Linked DNA regions of Sus scrofa: region 1 is linked to region 2. A link is a contact called in public Hi-C data. All regions are on one chromosome and are shown on one strand. Each heading gives the region's core, a stretch centred on a gene start, on an enhancer-like site or on the middle of the called end of the contact. The rest is flanking DNA. Distances are from core to core; before and after follow the strand shown. Region 1 overlaps ADAM11 (disintegrin and metalloproteinase domain-containing protein 11). Region 2 overlaps EFTUD2 (116 kDa U5 small nuclear ribonucleoprotein component).

Evidence for each region. A called contact is a pair of places that touch in the nucleus more often than the background predicts.
Region 1: a contact with region 2 is called in a Hi-C map of mesenchymal stem cells, with 10 times the contacts expected there. The contact joins two enhancer-like sites. A contact is called at or near these places in 2 of 5 promoter capture datasets (fetal skeletal muscle and liver), 24 of 47 Hi-C or Micro-C datasets (adipose tissue, blood, brain and 14 more) and 2 of 2 datasets of contacts at active chromatin or transcription factors (alveolar macrophages and skeletal muscle).

What each region holds. Positions count from the first base shown.
Region 1 is chr12:18,574,806-18,580,472 of Sscrofa11.1, forward strand. ADAM11 (disintegrin and metalloproteinase domain-containing protein 11) reads right to left here. Exons shown (of 25, transcript XM_021066856.1): 21 at 5,085-5,204; 22 at 4,827-4,995; 23 at 4,623-4,737; 24 at 4,447-4,537; 25 at 911-3,584. The coding sequence ends at 3,536. Among named protein-coding and RNA genes, the nearest start is that of ADAM11, 20 kb to the right of the region's middle. Within about 2 kb of position 3,531, at least 16 of the 83 cell types and tissues checked have an H3K27ac peak or open chromatin away from gene starts, as enhancers often do.
Region 2 is chr12:18,495,425-18,501,113 of Sscrofa11.1, forward strand. EFTUD2 (116 kDa U5 small nuclear ribonucleoprotein component) reads left to right here. Exons shown (of 28, transcript XM_003131332.4): 10 at 304-470; 11 at 2,201-2,325; 12 at 5,655-5,689. Among named protein-coding and RNA genes, the nearest start is that of EFTUD2, 24 kb to the left of the region's middle. Within about 2 kb of position 2,142, at least 12 of the 83 cell types and tissues checked have an H3K27ac peak or open chromatin away from gene starts, as enhancers often do.

The sequences.
Region 1 (5,667 bases), core at 2,281-4,780, 81 kb after region 2:
CATGACTGAGGTTTGAGAGGGATTCTTATGGGTTGCCTTGCCCAGGAACCCAACAAACAAACAAAAAGAAACTCCTGCAGTGGAGGAGATTAGGGGTAGAGGGTCCAGATGTGCTGGGGGAATGGAGATGCCGGAACAGAGTGGAGGCCAGGAATCCAGGCCAGCACAGCACTGAGCCGCACGGCCCCTGCACGTGAACGGAGGTGGTCCTGGGCGGCCGGCTCACCCTCCTTGGGCCCCGGCCCCCGCTGCTGCAATTTCCCGTTATCTCCTCTCCGCCCTTCCCTTCCTTCATCCCTGCCCCAGCCTCTCTCATCTTATCGACAGTCCCCTGAACAAGCAGGACTTTCAGAGCCAGATAGCTCGGGGCCCACAGTGCTCTGCAGGGGAGGATGGGGATAAGGAGTTCCCAGTTCACCCCCCCTGTGGGGGAGGGGCTCAGCTGGGCCTTGCTTGGTCTCCCCCTGCCCCAGGCAGGGCGAGGAAAGAACAAATTCTCTGAGGGCTCAAGAGCACGGTGCCCTTGGGACCAGATAGCGATTGTATCCAGCTTTCTGGACTCTCTTGGGAGGTGAGGAGAGGCTGCTCTGGCTTCAACCATAAAAGGGAAGTTGAGTCTTTGGCCTTTTGGCGCTCTCCTCCTCAACTCCCATCTGCTCTGCCGAAGCCAGAGAGGGCGGTTTTCTTTGCTGGGAGAGCAAGGAAGCGGAAGGGCCAGGCCCTCCACCCAGTCAATGGCTATTTCCTGACCGAGAATGGAAAACTGTACCCCTTCCTCCCGGCCTCGCATCGCCCAGTCCTGGGTGCTCCCTTCCCACCTTCAGTGCCCAGTCCTCACGCTCCCTCCAGGGCCAAGGAGGACAAGGAAGCGTCCCGGGACTCGGTGGGGTCATTTACAGAGAGACACAAGTTGGTGTGAGCTCCATGGAAGCCCCGACATGATCTTTAATTGATGGTCCTGTCCTGCCTCCCCCCGCCCCCCGAGCCCCAGATGACATATTTACAGGATGCTGTATGGAGCCAGTTCCAGGCCCGGGTCAGTGCAGCCTTTGTTCCTCCCTGGGCACTGCCAGGGTGGGCCAGGAGGATGCAGACAGTGGGAGCAAGGTGGACTGGTTACCGGAAGTATTGCCTTCTCCACATCCCCACCCCCATGTGCACGCACACACAGACGGGTCCCGTGTGTGCAGAGGTATTCACACTTGTGCGGAGATGTGGATCCAAATGCTTGTGCCAGATGCATCGCCACCCGTGTGCCTGTGTTTCCCACCAGAGGAGGCCTTATGGTACCGCATCAATAGTGCAAAACTCAGTCCTCAGCCTCCCGCCCCTGCCTCAGCCTGTGTGGCTGGTGGGGCAGGACTGGCCAGAGGGGTACCCTGCCCACCCTCCTTGCTTAGGCAGTGCCAGCTGGAGCTCAGTATCAAGGACCCCACTGCAGCCACATCTGGCCACTTAAAGGTTGTCAGAGGGTCTCAGTCCTCAGTTTGCCTTGACGGGTGGGACGGGTAAACAGGAGAGCCATTTCTTCCTGGGTTCCTTCTCAAAGTTACTCCAGAGGGACTGAGATAGGAAGCTCCGAGGCCCTGGGCTAGTCAGAAACCCCTGCTGAGTCTGGGTTGGGGTATCCCCGGGAAGAGGGGCTCCGTTCATCTGGTGGCTTTCATCCAGAAGGTAGCTTGACTCCCAACTCGCCTCCTCAGGCTGTTTTTCAGAGTCAAAGGAGCCAGAGCTTCTCTGTCCCAGGTGAGCAGTCGTGAGGCGAGGCCACGGGCATGGGTGGGTTTGCGGGGGAACTGAGGGATTCTGCCTGGCCTCAACCTCAGGCTGGCCTGCAACAGGGATCGGAGACTAATGGGGAAAACAGGTGTAAACTACTCGGCCCCGGATGGGGGTTACAGAGCAGAATGGGTTGGACAGGGCCTTGAGGACTTTTCTAGAAGCTGAGGATCAAACACGAGACCTGCCTTTTCCTACCTCCACTTGCACAGCACAGGCAGAGCCTCTAACCCTCCAGGCACTGGGCCCCCCCTGGCCTCCCCTCCTTGGGAGAGCACTCCCTGGGGAGACAGCCCAGCCTGGGACCTTCAGGCCAAGCAGGGGCCACCTAAACCCTGAGTCAGCCCCAGAATCACCCTTCTTGAAAGGGGGAAGGTGCCATGTTATTTCAGGGACTATATTTTCTAGGACCGCCCCCCCCCCAAACACGTGTCTTGGCAGGGACAGCAGGACGGTCGTTTTGGAATTGAAGACAATCTGGGACATGTGGTCGCCGTGCCCAAAGCATAGGCCTTGGGCACGGAACAGGCAGCTTTGGTTTGAATCAGCACTCAACTTCTCTCCAAGCTCAGCAGGGCTGGGCGGAGGGGGCAAGCAGGGAGGCCAGGCCCCTGCTGGCTTGGGGACGCCTGTGTTCCTCCGGTGAGAAAATTCCAGGTGTGACCATCCCTGGGGTGGGGTGGGGAGCCCCGAGGGATGGCCGGGCCTCAGCTCCTCCAGTTCCCCCTGCAAATGTCAAAACACCCCCACAACTGGCCCCAGCACCCCCAAAGTTACATTCATTAGTTGAGCTTCAGTAAAAAAAAAAAAAAAATGTAGATGGCAGCCCCCTCCCCCTGGGCTCCAGCTGCCTGGTCCCAGTGCCTGGTTTTGAGGAGGGGTCATCCCAAGCCACCTCCACTGGTGGCTGCCTGCCCCACGGGGGCACCCCTCTAGCCCTCCCCCTGCCCGACCTGAGCTGTGGCAATCCATGATGATGGAAGCTACATTCACACAGGGAGAATTGGTGGACAAGGCCAAAGCCTCATGAGGTGGGGTGGGGGACCATGGGGGAACTGCCCTCCAGGCCTGGTCCACCCTGGTGGTGTGAGGGCAGGGCCACAACCCGGCCCCAGACCCCTGTGGGGCCAGGAGTTGAAGGGCTGGGCCCGGAAGACATTTGCATGGTGCCTCCCTCCGTGGCTGGGTGGGGGGCAGCCTCCTGGTTCAGGGCAGAGACGGCGGGTGCGCCAGGCTCGGAGGGAGGGGGTGGCACTTAGGCCCCTCCGGACCTGGAACGGAGAGGGGGCATCAGGAGAGGGTGTGAGGCAGGGCTCAGAGGGATAGCCCCCCGAGCCAGGCCCCTGGAAGTCAGTGCTGGGCCCTGGAGGTGGCAAGTCACAGGCTGGCCAGGGAGGGGATCTGGCGGGAGGTCAGACAGCGGTGACATGAAAGACAAAACAGATGGGACGCAGAGGTAGGTTCCCTTCCCGGGGGACCGGGGCTGCGGGGGGCAGGGGCACAGCTCCAGGGTCCTCGCAGCCAGCAGTGCTCTGGCCGTAGGAAGGGCAGGAGTTCAAGGACCAAGGCCTGAGAGGGGGGAGGGGGCAGGGGGCGAGTTGAGGACTCTCTTCCCGGAGCGCGGTTCTCCCACCCCTGTAGTGACAGCGGTGACAGCAAGGGTGGGGGAATCAGCCCCAGCTCCCCATCGACAGAATGCGAGGTGACGAATGAGATGGAGGAGACAGGGACAGCGGGAGGGATGACGTGGCCGGCGTCACACTGCCCCCTGCTGGGTCGGGTCGTACCTTCCCCGGCGGATGTTTCTTCAGGAGCCAAGGTGAGGACGCAGAGAAAGGAAAAGGAAGGAGCCTGTGACCTTCCCTTTCTCCCAGGGAGGGGCCTTCTGGCTCCCAGGAGACCCCTCCCCCAGAGATGGGCTGGTAGGGGACGGGGTGGGGGGGGGTTGTCGGGACTTAGAAGCTAATGACAGGCCCAAGGAGCACTACCAGGAAGCCCTACCAAAGTTGGGTCCTGGGTTTGAGTCCCGACTGCAACTAACTCACTGCATGACCCTTGGCCTCAGGACCCTGCTTTGTACATTGAGGGCTTAGCCCAGCTCAAGGGCCCCAGACTCATGTCCGTAGAAACACGGTGAGCCGTGTGGGGCCTGGGGACTGAGGACTCGGGCAGATCCTGCTCAGCTCCACTCTGCGACCAAGCTGGAAATATCCGGATTCTTTCTTTTTTTATTTTTCTCTTTTCAGGGCTGCACCTGCGACAGGGAAGTTCCCAGGCTGAGGGTAGAATCGGAGCTGTAGCTGCTGGCCTACACCACAGCCACAGCAACGTGGGATCCAAGCCGTGTATGCAACCTACACAACGGCTCATTGAGCGAGGCCAGGGACTGAACCCACAGCCTCATGGATGCTAGTTGGGTTCATTCACCGCTGAGCCACAGTGGAAACTCTGGAAATCCGGATTCTTAATGTAAGATCTAGTTTTTTTAAATCTGAGCAATTATTTTTTTAAAAAATGTTAAAACAAGACCCTGTGGGCTGGCTTGGCTTGGGAAGCATGATCTCTGGTTTAGCGGACCTCCCAGGGAGGCCCCCTCGACTCCAGTAGCCTGGGGTTCCCATAACCCTGAGGATGCCAGGGGGTGTCAGGGGCGTGTGTGTGTCTTACTTAAATCCCCAGCCCGTGCCGCCCAGGACGATGGCTGCAACCAGGACAGCCCCGGCGATGGAGCCAATGATGATGTTGGTGCCACTGGGACCTGGGGAAGAGGGCAGGGCTTGGTTGGCTGGACAGGCATGGAGAACAGGAAGGAGAGGGCCCCACCCCGGTCAGCTCCACCTCACCCTTATATCTCTCTGTCTCCCCCGTGGGTGGAGACGTGGGCAGGGGGTTGTGGATACTGCAGTCTTTGCCTGTCCAGTCTGGCTGACAGATGCATTTCCCTTCGTTGCTGCAGACCTAGAGATGGGGTGGGGCTAGCAGAGGTGAGCAGGGCCCTGTCCCCTCTTGTCAGCCCCTCCCATGATCCCCGGCCTCCAGGTACCCACCCCATGGTGGGAGCAGATCCGACGGTCCCCACTGCCCGGGCAGGTGCTGAAGTTGAAGGCAGAGGCTGGCAGGCAGCGATGGTCCAGGCACAGCATGTTGGGCCCGCAGGCTGTGCCGTCCTCCACGTAGCTCAGGTCTGAGCCATCAGCCAGCTGCACATGGCCACCCCTGGAGAAATGGCACAACCAGCCTCTGCCCTTGCCCCACACTCCACCACAGGGCAAGCTCCCCTCCCCAGCCACGGTCTCAGTCCCCACCTGCAGTCCAGCTCCTTGCCCTGGTGGTAGAAAGTGACACTGCTGATGTCTCCCCCTAGGTCCCCCAGGCGAGGAGCTCCAGAGATGTTGACACAGAGGAGGAAGCCACAGAGCACGTCCCTGTTGGGGGAGTGTGGAGACAGCGGGCCCCAAGTCTGAACTCAGGCCCAACTACTGACCTCCTAGCTGCCCTCTTCCTAGCCCCTGATTTTTCTTTTCTTTTTTTTTTTTTAGGGCCGCACCCATGGCACATGGAGGTTTCCAGGCTAGGGGTCGAATCAGAGCTGTAGCTTCCAGCCAACACCACGGCCACAGCGATGCCAGATCCAACCCACGTCTGCAACCTATACTACAGCTCATGGCAATGCCCGATCCTTAACCCATTGAGCGAGGCCAGGGATCGAACCTGCGTCTTCATGGATACTAGTCAGATTCATCTCCACTGAGACACGATGGGAATGCCATCCCTGATTTTTCACATAGTCTTCCCATTGGGACTCACAAGCTGCCTCATCTCTGAAAAAACCTTCCCCAGCCCCAGAGCCCCAGCCCCAAAGCGGGGGAGGCCCAGCCTGAAGCTTGG
Region 2 (5,689 bases), core at 892-3,391:
CATGACATAGCTCGGATCCATCGTTGCTGTGACTGTGGTGTAGGCCGGCAGCTGCAGCTCCAATTCAACCCCTATCCTGGGAATCTCCATATGCTGCAGGTGCGGCCCTAAAAAGACAAAAGACAAAAAATTCCTGCATCTGCTGTTGGACAGGATACCCTCTTCCTCCCCCCAACAATCTGTTTCCCCAGATCTTCTTTTCCACGTCCTTCATATTTTAAAGCAGTGCCTTCTTTGGCTCTGCTTTGGACTTTTCTGCCCTCTTTGCTCCGATCATCACCTTCTGAACCTCATGTCTCTCAGGTGATGCTGAACACAGAGCGGCTGATCAAGCACGCCGTGCAGGAGAGGCTGGCGGTCACCGTGTGCATCAACAAGATTGACCGGCTAATCCTGGAGCTGAAGCTGCCTCCCACTGACGCGTATTACAAGCTGCGTCACATCGTAGATGAGGTCAATGGATTGATAAGGTAGAGGAATCCTGGGCATGGACCTTGAACACCTCTGGGGGCAACTCTGATTTCTTGGCATACGTGGATGTGCTTACTGGACTTAGCTAGGGGCACATTCTGTGGCTTTGCAGGGATTGACTCCATTCCTTAACCAGATGTGCAGCTCACCTCACGTCTTCAGTATAGCCCTGTGCTCAGTACCCTGAGCCCTAGAATCAGTCTCATCTTCACCCGTACCAACCATGTAAGGTTCCCTGAGCTTGTAGGGCCTCAGGTCCACATCTGTAAAAAGGGAATAGTACTGGAGTTCCCGTCATGGCACAGTGGAAGCGAATCCAACTAGTATCCACGAAGATTCGGGTTCAATCCCTGGCCTTGCTCCGTGGGTCAGGGATCCGGTGTGGCCGTGAGCTATGGCATAGGCCGGCATCTGTAGCTCCAAATCACCCCCTAGCCTGGGAATTTCCATATGCCATGGGTGTGGCCCTAAAAGCAAAAAAAAAAAAAAAAAAAAAAAAAGGAATAGTACTACTTATATAGTGAGGTGTTACCAGAAATGAAATAGTACATGTAACACTTAGAACATAGGATCGGGCAGCTTTGGAGAATAGATTAAATATGGAGCGTTCCTGTGGTGCAACGGGTTAAGGATCCGGCGTTGTCACTGCTGCAGGAACTTCCAGGTGCTACAGGCGTGACCAAAAAGAAGTCACATCTCAACTGCCAAACAAGAAATAGCAACAGGAGTTCCTGTCGTGGCACAGCGGAAATGAATTCGACTAGGAACCATGGCCTCGCTCAGTGGGTTAAGGACTTGGCGTTGCCATGAGCTGTGGTATAGGTTGCAGACAGGGCTTGGATCTGGTGTGGCTTTGGCGTAGGCTGGCAGCCATAGCTCCAATCAGACCCCTAGCCTGGGAACCTCCATATGCTGCAAGTGTGGCCCTAAAAAGACAAAAGACCAAAAAAAAAAAAAAAAGAAAGAAAGAAAAAGCAACATAAATGTATTATTTAGAAATATAGAGGTAAATGTTCTAGAAGCAGCTTTAAAGGAGTTGAAAGCAGTTGCCTCTAGGGAGCACAACTGGGGAGTGTGGTGGGGGACTGCTCTTTATAAGCCAGTACCTTCATCTCTGAATTAAGAAATGCCATGAAGCAGTGTGTCAGGAAGGCTAGGGTTGGTGGATTTGATCCCTGCATACAGCTGCGTTTTTAATAAATGCAAGTGACCTTGGGTGCTGTGGCTTCTGTGTGGCTTTTAACATGAATTTGCAAAGCAAAGCCAAACAAGACAATAAAGAGCAGGGCAGTGGGAGTGGGGAGCAGAGTTGCTCTTCCTTTTCTTTCATTCTTTACTTATATTGGTGTTTATGTCTGTATTTATGAAACGGAGGCTTCTCTAAAATGTACTCCCGTCTTATCACATTAGATTCATTTCCTGTGTCCCAAGGTCTTTGTCCCTGTCCTCCAAGTTTCCCCTTATGTGTCCAGTGCAGTTAACTTCTCTAGGATCCTGCAAAATGTTCCCTGCTCTGGGAAATCATCTTGTTACTGGGAGTTAGGGAACAGCTCCATCATGTCACTTTCTTGGACCGGGCTTTTGGCCAAGCTGAGTGTATTACGCAAGCCCCTTCCGAGGGCGAGCGCTGGAGAGAGGCTGTGATGTCGAGCCCGTGCCCTTCACCCGTAGCGTTGTGCCAGCGCTGTTGCCCAGCCTGGCCCTGTGCTCACGACCGTCTCTGTTTCAGCATGTATTCCACCGACGAGAACCTGATCCTTTCCCCGCTCCTGGGCAACGTCTGCTTCTCCAGCTCCCAGTACAGCATCTGCTTCACACTGGGCTCCTTTGCCAAGATCTATGCTGACACCTTTGGTAAGCTCTGGCTGGCAGTCTGCCTCGCCAGCTTCCCCTGAGTCTTGTGTGCCTTTGCTGCTAAATGGTTTAGAAATGGGCTTCATGCCAGAGTCCCCTGCCTCAGGGAGCCTTTTATCAACTATTATCACATTTGGGCCTGTTTTGGGCCCTGAAGCTCTTTCCTCAGGCTTCGTGGTTTCTAAACAATCAAAGGATAAAGGTGACTGGGAAAAAGTGGGTGAAGAGGAAGCTCATGTTAGGAATAAATCTCCTAGAGTGACACAGATTTTATCAAAAAGGAATTAGCAGAGTTCCCTCTGTGACACAGCAGATTAAGGGTCTGGTTGTCTGTGTGGCAGCACAGGTTTGATCCCTGGCCTGGCAAAGTGGATTGAGGATCTAGAGTTGTCCTAACTGTAGCATAGACTGTAGCTGTGGCTCGAATTTGATTCCTGGAGAGGGAACTTCCGTGTGCCATGGTTGTAGGCAGGAAAGAAAAAAGGGATTATCCATGCCCACAGAGCTGTGCAGGCCTCTTCCTCAAAGATGGAGTCTTCCTCAAAGCCGGTGCTTCCAGCTGGCTTTCCGACCGTATCCAGGCATATGGAACTTCTGTAGGCCCGCTTGAGAGTTTGCAGTGGTCTGCAGTCCACTCGGACGCCCAATGGGATGACTTTATAGGCCCCTGGAGCCTCCACACCACAGCCCTGAGACCAGCTTCCCAAATCTTCAGAGGTTCCTGGGCTCGCCACCTCCGCCCCTCCCGTCCCTCAGATTCCAGTAGGAACCACGTCCTCTGTGTCATGTGGGTCGTGTGTGTCGAATACTGTACTTCCCAGGTGTTGTTATTGCCCCTGTTTTGGGAGCTGAGGAGATAAGCTCAGTGGGAGGCCTCACAGTGCCAGTGTTTCTGTTCACACCAGTCAGTGGTCCTGCCTCTATCAGTGTGAAAAACGTTCACTCTGATGGGAAAAAATGGGCCAATTAAAACTTGATTTTGGAGTTCCCATTGTAGCTCAGTGGGTTAAGAACCTAACCTGTATCCAAGAGGATTTGGATTTGATCCCAGGCCTTGCTCAGTGGGTTAAAGATCCGGCGTTGCCCTGAGCTGTGGTGTAGGTCGCAGATGCGGCTTGGATCCTATGTTTCTGTGGCTTTGGTAGCTGCAGGCCAATAGCTGTAGCTGCAGTTCGACCCCTAGCCCAAGAACTTCCAAGTGCTTCAAGTGTGGGCCCTAAAAAGACAAAAAACAAAAACCTGGAGTTCCTGTCGTGTCTCAGTGATTAACGAATCCGACTAGGAACCATGAGGTTGCGGGTTTGATCCCTGGCCTCTCTCAGTGGGTTGAGGATCCGGCGTTGCCATGATCTGTGGTGTAGGTTGCAGACGCAGCTTGGATCCCGAGTTGCTGTGGCTGCGGCGAAGGTCAGCAGCTACAGCTCTGATTCGACCCCTAGCCTGGGAACCTCCATATGCTGCAAGTGCAGCCCTAGAAAATATAATAATAATAATTAAAAAAAAAAAAAAAAAAAAAACCTTGGAAAGTCAGCATTGGAAGGGCTGTCAGACAGAGATCGCTGAGTCCATCACCTTCGTTCTACACGTGGGAAAACTCTGCCCAGGGACACGGAACTTATTGCTGGTGTTAGGACTAGAGTCCACTTTGGTGCTTTTTCTATCACACCATCCTCCCAAAATTGATACCGTGTCCTCTTACCAGGAATCCAGAGCATGATGAATAACCTGACTCCTGGGAACTTGTCCACTGGGTAGACAGCTTCCCACGCTGATGAGCGGCAGTGTAAGGTGGTGAGGGCTGGGGGGCCAGGTGGCTGACGTGGGCAGGTAGGGCTGAGAGAATTCGGAGGGGAAGTCAGTTCCAAAGGCCCAGGAGTCAGAGAAGACTGCACGAAGGAGACAGGGCTCGGACAGTGGAGAGGAGGGGTTAGGAGGCCCGGACACGCTGGGTTGGGAAAGGAGGCACAGAGGCAGGCGGCCTTGGTCCGTGAACTGCCCTGTAACAGAGGACTGTCACCAAGGAGACGTGCTGAAGTAAAACTCCTGGCAGGCTGGGTTGGGACCACACCGAGGAGGATTTGGAGTGCTAGGTTAAGGAATTTCGACATGATCCTGTCGGCAGTTAGGAGCTAATAAAGATTGGAGCCAGATACATGTGCAGACTCACAAAAGATTGACCAGAGAGAGGAAGGGCACGGGCGGCATCGCCTGTTTAGATGTTTTTGCCAGTGTTCAGATACAGGACTGTGACTGCTGGCTTCATGTTATCTCTAAGGTGGAGCAGAGAAGCGTTTGCTCATTCTTTGAGCGTTTATTATGAACCTTGTGTTATGCACTAGGCCTGGTTCTTGAGTGCTGGAGCAGCCCGGTCCAGTGGGTCCAGTGCCGCCTGGGTTAAGTGCAGTGATGGGGAGGGGGGTGTGAAAGGCGCTGCGGTTCATGGAGGAGGGAGAGTTTCAGTAACTAGTACTGTGGGAAAGAGAGGAAGAATTTGGTAGTTAACAAAGTGGGGAGGAAAGAGATTTTGAGCTTGGATGAAGTGCCCATGATGGCTTCACTGAAAGAGAAAGTCTGGGGCAGTGTGGCTGGAGGAAAAGGTGATGAATTGCCTTTATGCCGTCTCGAGCAAGAGGTAACAGTCTGACATCTGGGTAGAACTGTCCAGGAGATAGTTAGTGGTATCAGGGAACCAACGGAGTGTAATAGGAGCTCTTGACTCAGAAGATCTTGAACTTTAAGAGCCATAGTTGCTGCGTTCAGTCTGATGAGGTTTAGCAGTTGCAGACCAGCTGAAAATATCAAGTGATAAAAGTTGACACAAAGGTTGGCTTTGGTGTTTTCTCTCCAGAGGGCTGGGTGTCTGCCTTCTAGAGATTTAGGGTAGACAGAGTGTCAGCGTGGTGCTGCAGTTGGGAGGTTGCCCACACTGGCAGCAGAGCAGAGCTTCAGTGGGTCAGGAAGGGACGGGGGCACTATTGAGCCCCACTGCCACAAGTGGCAGGGTTTAGGTGCAGACAGGATAGCACATAGGCAGTCGAGGCTGTTCCAGCAAGGGGAAGAATATGAACTGTACCCTTGTCCATAGTCCGGGCAGACGTGTGCTGGGGGTGAGCTGCCTGGGTGCTCATTTTGTCTCCAGCATCATCTCATCAGCTTTGGGCCAGTCCTGTCCTTGGTGCCTCCACATCCTTGTCTGCCTGCCTGGGTAGAAAGAAATGTCTGGACCTTGGAAAGGAAATTCCTCAGCTAGAAACCACTTGGGACACCGGAAACAATTTGAACAATACTTTGAGGAATAGATTATAATTGTATGCGTTTTTTTCTTATAGGGGATATTAACTACCAGGAATTTGCTAAAAGACTC